2 separate regions of the Mus musculus genome follow, and region 2 is linked to region 1. A link is a contact called in public Hi-C data. All regions are on one chromosome and are shown on one strand. The core of a region is the stretch at or near the end of the contact, and the rest is flanking DNA. Distances in the headings are between cores, read along the strand shown. Region 1 overlaps Rtn1 (reticulon 1). Region 2 holds the start of Rtn1 (reticulon 1).

What was found. Hi-C and Micro-C count contacts between places; a contact is called where the count stands out from the background.
Region 2: a Hi-C map of cerebellum shows a contact between it and region 1, with 1.6 times the contacts expected there. The contact joins the promoter of Rtn1 here to the enhancer-like site in region 1. A contact is called at or near these places in 6 of 39 promoter capture datasets (the C10 cell line, cranial neural crest, hippocampal neurons and 3 more), 5 of 484 Hi-C or Micro-C datasets (cerebellum, embryonic stem cells, ganglionic eminence and 2 more), 3 of 115 datasets of contacts at active chromatin or transcription factors (embryonic forebrain, embryonic hindbrain and forebrain) and 1 of 9 other capture datasets (macrophages).

Annotation. Positions count from the first base shown.
Region 1 is chr12:72,330,529-72,335,328 of GRCm38.p6, reverse strand. The region is part of intron 1 of Rtn1 (reticulon 1); the gene reads left to right. Among named protein-coding and RNA genes, the nearest start is that of Gm52013, 73 kb to the right of the region's middle. Within about 2 kb of position 2,953, at least 7 of the 459 cell types and tissues checked have an H3K27ac peak or open chromatin away from gene starts, as enhancers often do. A contact at or near this core is called in cerebellum, where this site is marked.
Region 2 is chr12:72,406,448-72,411,147 of GRCm38.p6, reverse strand. Rtn1 (reticulon 1) reads left to right here and starts at 2,094. Exons shown (of 9, transcript NM_153457.7): 1 at 2,094-2,837. The coding sequence starts at 2,597.

The sequences.
Region 1 (4,800 bases), core at 1,704-4,203:
CCTCTGATCTCACACCTCCGAGTTGTGTGCTGTGTGACAGGAGCCTCACTCCCCGTCCTTTGCGCCTTCCCTTTGCAGGCTCCTTGGATGCCTTCATCACTGAGGGGTTCATGCTCATTATCAGGATTCCCTGCCCTTCAATAGAGATGGCAGCCCTCTGTTTGTCTGCTGTGTGCTAGACAAACATGCCAACTGTGCAATAGTCTGCTTAATGTATTTGTTTACACACCTCTCCGCTCAGGACGGATCAGCAGTTCTGAAAGAGCAGTGCCTTATTTGTAGTTTTATTCTCATATCTTGCACAGAGCAAAGCATGCTCTGTGCTCACTACATTTTGGAGGAATGCATGACAAACGTGCTGTCAGGCTCTCTCTTACTGCGTTTTACTTACTTTTCTGCCTGCTCTGAGACAGATACCTGATGGAAGCCACTTAGGAGGAAGGGTTTACTTTGGTTCATAGTTTGAAGGTCCAGTGCCTCACTCACATCTGGGCACATCTGAAGGAAGGCCGGCACTCAGCTTATGTTCTTCTTCTCCAAAGGTGCGCTCCATTAATGCCCTTCCTGTTAATTAATCCAGTTACAGAGCCACTCCGTAACCTAGGCAAATCACTTATCACACCACAACACGTAGTGCCACATTTTAAAGAAACCAAGTTTAAAAAAAAATATATATATATCAAGAGACTTTCTGAAAACTAAACAATTACTGATTCAACACAGGCCTTGCAATACCATGATGAACGCAACCATACATGACTCCCTGAGATGTCAGGTAGCATATAGTCTTATAGCATATAGCATATATATAGCATATAGCATATATATAGCATATAGCATATAGTCTTCTTAAAGACAAACCCAAGTAACCACAGAAACATAAAATGGCAGCTGTAGTCACTTTAAAGCACACCCTCTAGGGACAAGATCAGAGAAGTCAGGACAGCTTCCCTGGAGGAAGTGGAGGTTGGGGAAGCGCTCTTAAGTGAAAGGGTTAAAGTCATATTTTTCCCATGGGGGTAGAGCTTACAAAAGTCCACCAGAAACCATTTCAAGAACCTGAAGGGAAGCCTGGGTTCAGAGATCAGACAAGGAGCAGCAGGAAGCAGAAGAGACAAGTAGAGGCTTCCCTGCCTGCTTAGGCAAGATGCTAAGCACTTCCTTCTCTTGACTGCCTCTATCTTTGAATTACAAAGAGAGAAGTGGGCAGAGGGAGGGGGAAAATAAGGTATTTTACTGAAAAGAAGGTGTCAGTCTCTTCCCTCCCTTCCCTCAAGGGAAGACATCAGTTTAGTGTCTGCGCCCTCCCTAAAGGGAGTAAAGAGCTACTGACCCAAAGCCCATGACTGAAGCTTCCTTCATCTGACTGAACACTTCGATTTTGTCCCCCAGTGAGATGTCTTCAAAGGAGTGACATCCTGTTTAAGACCAAAGGGAAGAGATGATCAATAGCTGGTACCAGTTGCTGTAGCAATTAGACAACAAAGGCAGAGAGTGTCACGAACTTCAACAGAGATATTGCTAAAATTGCATGTGATCCTGGTGCGGCTGTAGCCAAATCCAGTGTCTTCTAGTTCCCATTAGTGAGTATTCCTGGCTATGCGCACAGGCAGGCTCTGTAGGGAGATCTAGATCAGTATGAAGGACCGTTGTCCTGGATTCCTGGCTATGCGCACAGGCAGGCTCTGTAGGGAGATCTAGATCAGTATGAAGAACCGTTGTCCTGGGTTGCCTTCTGTTGCGGTGATCAACATCATGACCAAAAGTAACTTGGGGAGAAGAGATTTTTTTTCAGTGTTCAACTTTCAGTTCGCAGTTCATGATGAAGGGAAGTCAGAGCAGAAGCTCAAGGCAGGAACCTGGTGGCAGGAACTGAAGCAGAGACCATAGAGGAACAATGCTTACGGGTTTGCTCTCCATGGCTACTCAAGTTGTTTTCTTATATAACCAACCAAGACCATCTACCCCGGGATGGCAACATTTATATCAATTATCAAACACAAAAATGCCCCCACAGGCTTGCCCGTAGCCCAGACTGATGGAGGCAACTGTGAAAGTCAGGTTCCCTCTTTCCAGATCGGTCCATCTGATGTGAGGTTGACAAACAACAGTGACAAAAACAAACCAGCACCCTGGGTAAAACAAACACAATGTCCCAAGGGTCTTAGAGCATGCCTTTAAGCGAAGAGCAAACATGAGCCACAGCCCTACCATTTTTCTCCTCCAAGAGCTTGCATGCTCTCAGAGGGGATTGCCAGAGAGGGTCTATATGCTCCTGCAAATAGGGGCACAATTCCATCACTGAGGTTCCTGTTCCTGAAGAATCCATACGATGGTATTGACATGTTAGTCTTCCTGAGTGGGGGCATGCCAATTCATAATAAACTTTCTCTCACTAAATACATCCTGTCAGTGATGACAGCAGGATTGCTTTTAGTGTAGGGGCTATAACTCACCAAACGAATAACTTGGCTCAGCTTTTTCTGTGCAAGAGGAAATGAGACCATAGGAAGAAGTCGCTGTCCCCACCCCCACCCCCACCCCCACCCCCACTACCACACAGCCCTCCAGAAGGCAGGAAGGTCCTATTTTATTTATGGACCTTGTCAAAAACTGAGGAAACAAGAACAATGGCAGCAGGGAAATGTTTGGCTTGCACCGCTGTGACGCACCACACCATATGGTAAGGTGTATGGTATGGTAGGTGGACAGCCAGCCATGTCTGCTGACTCAAAGGAGGTTTTATTTATGACTGTAGCAATTTTCCCCCTGAGATTTGAGTTCTAAGCAATGAAGAAGCTGATTGCAATCTTTGCTCTTTCTGTACATAAGAAAAAGATGCTACTTTGGTTATCAAGGGACATTCTTCAGGGGTGGCTCCCATTCATGGAGTCTACTTGTGGAGAACTCTGAGGTCATTTTGTGAGCTGGTCATGGCTGATACTGCCACTGTGCTTCTCAAGTCTCAGCACCACAGTGGTGGCGAATTGTGATCAGGCTCATCCAGCTTGATCATAGCCTATTCAGAAGGGAGCATTGAGAGCACATGTAAGTATGAAGTTCTCTGTGGACATGATTTGAATCTCATTATGTCACAGGTTTTTAATATGAGGCCTTGGGGAGAGAAAAAAAAAGACAACAAAGAACTGAGTGATTACAAACCAACGTTAATACTGTAGCGTAAGGCGGCCAGATGGCTTCTTTCTCAGCCATACTTTTTTGGCTTGAATTATCTTCCTCATTACTTGGACTCTCAATTTTGCCCGTGTCGACACAGCTAAAACAGCAGGGTGAGAGCAGAAACTGCAAAGGTTGAGAGAAACCAGCTCTTCGGAGCCAACTGCAATCATCTGCAGTGTCCTGTAGTCTGGGTGACCCTTTACATACCTCTTTATTCAGAATTCATTCCACAGTTTTTGAAGAGAGATACAGACGGACTTTTGTTTTGAGGTGGGGGACCCAGCAGCTTTTAAAGTCAGCTCTGTAAGAAACACACTTTTTTTCCCCCAATAGCAAAACAGACCCACGTTGTGTCTTCATTAACTGAGCAGTTGCTTTGGGTTTTAACTCTGGTGTCTGCAGCTTCCATAGCTCGTGTAAGTGCAACTTTACCAGTATGGCTGCCTGTCCCAAGATTTGAAAGCACAACTAGCTTTCTAGGAAGCACAATGCAGATTTGTGTTAATCCTGCGGTCCTGGAGGAATACCAGTAACTCCTTATTCACAGAGTAAGAGGAAGGAAGGCAGATCTGATGCAACACCCAGGTGATCTGAAGTCACTCCATCACTGTGCTCATGGTCCATCTGGATCCCCCTTTCTGGAAATGAATACTAGAGGGTGGACAGAGCATCCCTTTTCTTTTTTTTCCCCCATTTTTTATTAGGTATTTAGCTCATTTACATTTCCAATGCTATACCAAAAGTCCCCCATACCCACCCACCCCCACTCTCCTACCCACCCACTCCCCCTTTTTGGCCCTGGCGTTCCCCTGTACTGGGGCATATAAAGTTTGTATGTCCAATGGGCCTCTCTTTCCAGTGATGGCCGACTAGACCATCTTTTGATACATATGCAGCTAGAGTCAAGAGCTCCGGAGTACTGGTTAGTTCATAATGTTGTTCCACCTATAGGGTTGCAGATCCCTTTAGCTCCTTGGGTTCTTTCTCTAGCTCCTCCATTGGGAGCCCTGTGATCCATCCATTAGCTGACTGTGAGCATCCACTTCTGTGTTTGCTAGGCCCCGGCATAGTCTCACAAGAGACAGCTACATCTGGGTCCTTTCGATAAAATCTTGCTAGTGTATGCAATGGTGAGCATCCCTTTTCTTGTCTCTTATCTTTTTCTCCATATCCTCTTGGGTAAGACAGTTATGAGGCTGTCAGCTGTGGGGTATAATGAAGAAGGGAAAAGCCAGGAGAAAGCAGTCCTTAGGAATCGAGAAGTGACCATGTTCTACAGGCTCTGAACTTTGTCATCTCAATCCTCCTTGGATCTGAGACAAAGAAGCAGGAACTGCTAACCTAGGTAGACTGCTGTCTTCTAGAGACTCTCAACTGATGGAAAAATATGTGTGCCATTTGTTGGAAAAGTGAGATTTTGTGGGATAGTGGAAGACTTAATTCCACATAGGTGTTTGCCATCTGTAAACAAACGTTGCTCTGTGTTTAAGGAATCCTCCCTTTTTGAGCGCTGCTTGATTATTAGAAATTCGTTCCTAGAAGCAGAGGATATGCAGCCTCCAGGTCCCACCCCAGCATTGCTGACCACACGCTGTGAAACCAGAGGCCACATGGTATGAA
Region 2 (4,700 bases), core at 845-3,344, 77 kb before region 1:
GAAGGAAATACATGGCCACCACTGCCTTCCCTTGCCTAGCTGTAGCTATGTTTAATTTTTCTAGAACTCCCTCCTATAGAATATGAATATGGCCCATAATACTTTCTCTGCCACTCCATTTCACTCCAAATGTTCATCACATATTAACCAGTAGATCCTGTCGTCCACTTCTGAAACAATCTATTCCATGTTGGTGTATGTGTGTGTGCTTGAAATTTTTTTGAAACTTGAAATGTTTCTTTCCCTGTAGATAACTTAGATAATTTCACACGTTGAGCCTGTAAGTGAAGATAATTGTGAAGGTTGCTCGACTGAAACACGATGCACACACTTTTAAAGAATCTGTTTCACTGTCTCTCTGTCTTGCTGTCTCTATCACATTGGGGATCGATCCCAGAGCCTCACACACCCTAGCTCAGTTCTATACTACTGAGACACAACACAAGCACACCACATGTGCTTTCAGAATAATTTATCAAAATGAAATTGTCTTTTTCCTATAACAAATAAAACAGAAATAGACTTAATTGGTTATTTTCTCTACATATTCTTAAATGAGAGTATTGATTGGTAGCTGATGAAATGGGTCATATCTATTTAATGATGAACATTAGAGTCATATCCCTTTATCTACTTAATCATAAGGATACAAAGGGGTTTGGAGTTAGTCAGGTTTTCCAGTGATTCTATTCTTTAGTGTTTTTCAGAGAAACAAATTATATGTTCTCTTTATCATAGTGCCTCAAATTCAGTATTCCTTAATAGCCATGTGCTTCCAGTGTTCTTGGCATATTAATAATGAAACTGTAAGAAAGTTCCTCCCTGGCATTCTTGATACATTATGGCATTCTAAACAAGGTGCCTATTATCTTATGTTAAAAAAAGCTATAATGATTCAGGATAACCAAGAATTTGTTATTACAGAGGGAGATAATTTTTATAGCTTTATTAGAATAACTGGTACACATTGAATTGCACACATACACATGACAACTTGATTTTTGTCCCATGCATACAACTGTGATGCCATTGTCACTATGAAGATAATGAACATATTTCATAGAAACCAATTTTTTCAAAGGTGTAGTGGTTTGTGTGTGTGTGTGTGTATTGGAGTTACAGGCAAGTGTGAGCTGTCAGGTCTGGTCCCCCGGAAAAGCAGCAATCACTCTTAAATACTAAGCTGTCTCTCTGGACTCAGGAATTAATTTTTAATACATCAATCTGTAAAATTTTGGTGACTGTAAGATTACACACATTTTCCTCCAATTTATTGCTATCTTTTGAGCATTGTTGTACTAGTAGAACAAAAGATTACAGTGAATAAAAAATTTTCTATTTTCATCATTTTTAGGAGTCCCAGATGTTGATGACTCTGGCCTTTGAATTTACAGATAGTTGTGATGCTCCTGGTATGCAAATGGTAGCTGAGAACCCTACACAACCACTCTGCATGCAAGGGCACAGTTGCCTTCCACTTTTTTTGAGTAGGACTAACCGATAACTGTACTCATCTACTCTGATGTTAGACTTGAGCCAAGACTTAAAGGAAAGGCACACACCATTTTACAGTTCAGGAACCGGTAAGACGGCTTGTTTGAAAAGATAGGTCTAAATAGGTCTAAATATGGGAATAGCACATGTAGGTGAGTCGCCTTTACTGTTCATTAAGTATCAGAGAGCACAGAAAAGGGGTGGGGAGGGGGAGCAAGAAGTTCCTGTGGATTTCCACTTCTCAAAACAGACTGCCCAACACGGCCTGTCATTTATATGGCACAGCCATTTGTTGTTGCTGTTGCTGTCGTCGTCGTTGTTGTTGTTTAATGCCTGGTAGCATCCTGTTTGCTTTCAATGCTACTTGGGACAGGTCTGGAAAGCATTTTTGTGGAGTTCCATCTGAGGGCCCATTCCTATACTGTTTTGTTATTGTTTTTGTTTGTTTGTTTGGGCCGGTTCTGGAAACTTCAGGATGAAGGATTTAACCTCCAGGTTGCAGATCACCAGGTCAAGGCTCAGGCCAGTGTCCTTTATGCAGCTAACCCTCAGAACGGTTGTTCTGAGATTCGCTTTCTATCCTAGAGTCCTAGGACTCCAGTCTGGTTTTAACTTCTTGTCTAGTCAAGCTGCAGCCAGTACCTGCTGGTCCTCTCTGTGTATTCTTCCCCAGATAAAGGGTAAAACAAGTGGGTTTGGCACATCCCCTAATCAGAGGCTGCCATTAACAGGCCCGGGGCTGACGTGCATTAGGGAGGACTCGGACCAAGCAGGCCATTTTCACCTGCGTAATAACAGGCTTGGGAGTAGCGAAGCAGCGCAGGCACAGCAAGCTGCCTCTGGAGCAGGGGAGGAGCGCGGGCGGCAGCCGCCCCGGGGCCCCGGAGGAAGAGGAGGGGGAGAAGGAGGAGCCGAAGCGCCCAGAACAGCAGCCGCGGCTCGGCCCGAGTTGCAGCAAAAGCAGCGACGGTGGCGCGGAGACTCTGCAGCCTTCTGGAGTCCGGAGTCCCGGTAGGGACAGCAGCAGGGAGCGTCCGCGTCCCTAGCCAGCGCACCCCGGCCTTGCCAAGCCACAGTAGCCCAGCCTGGGGCACAGCCAGCCATGGCCGCACCGCCGGATCTGCAAGATGAGCCGCTGTCTCTGGGTAGCCCCGGGTCCCAGTGGTTCGGGGGCCGGGGGGATGGGGAAGACGAAGCGACGGCGGTGATGGGGGCCAGGCCAGCGCAGCAGGATGGGGAGCCCGCCTGGGGGTCGGGCGCTGGAGCTGGGGTAACGTCGTCGCGGGAACTGTGCTCCGGCCCCGCCCGGTCGCCTCCCGTCGCCATGGAAACTGCATCCACAGGTAAGCCGGCCCGCACCGCGACCCCGCAAATGGAGGCCGGGACCGTGTTTCTTGTGGGTCCCCTAGTCCACAGCTTTTCTCTGCGTCTTCCTGGCCTGTCTACCTGGAGGTAGGGGTTCGCTCCTGGCGACTGTAAATATTAGCGGACTGGTGGAAAACAGCAGGGTGCTGCCAGCGGCTAGGAGGAAGAAGGCTGTTGGTCCAGTAATTTCATTTTTACTCTTTTTTCAGCCTTAGACATTGTCCTCGTTGGCAAGCCTGGCTTCTGTTGCGCCCCGGAACAAGTTTTCTCTTCTTGTCAGGGGTCTCAGGGCAGCAGGGCGGGGAGTGACAGGTTGTGATGTTTTTCTGGGGCGTGTTTGCGCTCAGCGAGCTCCACAGCAGAGATAGACGACTGCCTATCAGCGGGCGGGCCCACCGCCTCAGGACCCTCCCGCTGGGTTTAGGGCACCGGAGTACCGCAGAGACTTTATTTTCCCTTTCTCTTCCCTCAAGGAATCACCACACCCTACTCCTTTCCAGTTTTCCTCCAGCTCAGCTCTTTCTCCCGCGCAGAAAACAAACCCCCATGAGTCCCAAGCTGAATTCCGGAGGGACAGCATTGTTGGGAAGGTTGGAAGTTGTAGCCTTCTTTCTTTATTTCCTAGCCGCTCTTTTCTGAATCTATCAGAGTATTGAAACTTGAACCCCCTAAAATGTGAAGGTCTTAGCAGCTGCAGATTGGAATGCTGGGACTGTGGCCAGTGGTCCAGCCTCAGTTTACCCAGCAGTCTGAACTCATCTTTGCGTTTTGAAAAATTGTCAGTGATTGGGCCTCTCTTTCCCCCTGACTTGCCCTTCGCTCCAAATCCTTGCCTGGTGGAATCAACCCTAGGGCCATGGCTTGTCCTGACTGTTGGAAGCTAGAGACAGGCGCCGCGGGGGAGGGGCGGCTACCTGGTTATCGCTGTTTTCAGAAGGAATACTGTAGGGGGTGGTGTGTTGTGCTGTTGTCTGAGAGAGAGGCTCTGCTGTGCTGGAGTGGGAGTTGTGTAGTTTGGGTAATGTAGTGTGAGGCCTGGGGAGTGGGTGTTCCTGGAGGAGGCGACGAGGGTGGGACTGGCGTATGTGTTCCTGGCAGCTGATTTAGGGAAACCCCTTTCTTAAGCCACCCCCTCTCGAGGGTTATATGGAGTGCCTCGGGTTGTCTAAACTCTGCTCTAGAACAAACATGATTTAAGCCAGGAAAGGAGATTTGGAGAATGTGTTGAATAATGGGAAGAGAAAGTGGGGACCAAGAAATAAAAAGAGAAGCAAGTGAAAGAAGGAAGGGCAGGGCAGGAGGGGGAGGGGAAAGAAGAGGTTGGGGCATGGAGGGGGAGGGAGGAAGGGAAAAACTAAATGTGAAAAGAGCCAAAGATTGACAGCCCTATTTGTCATATATTGTTATGGGTTATAGGATTTAAACCGAATAATAGATTCCTGGTCGCTCTTAGAACTTCTTGAGTCCAAATGAAAAGAAATGAAAACAACTGCAAGAGCAAACAGCAAATGATAACCTAAAGCTTATGCAATATAATGTTTTGATAGTGTATATTATGGAATAATTAAATCAAGCTGTGATCATTTCTTTTTAATGGTGAAAACATTTACAAATCTACTCTACCAGTTAGACAGATGCAATGTCCTGGTACTAGACGAAATAGCATCTTCCACATTTAGCATCTTAATTATGAAGATATCTTGTATTGTCAAACAATTTAGGGGTTTCCTTTCCCAAGCATTAAATTAATTAATAAAACCAAACAAGGTTCTAAGTTTGGGTGGGTACGTATTTGTATGGAAATGCTTTCGTTGATTATTATCCAGGAAGGCATTTCTCAT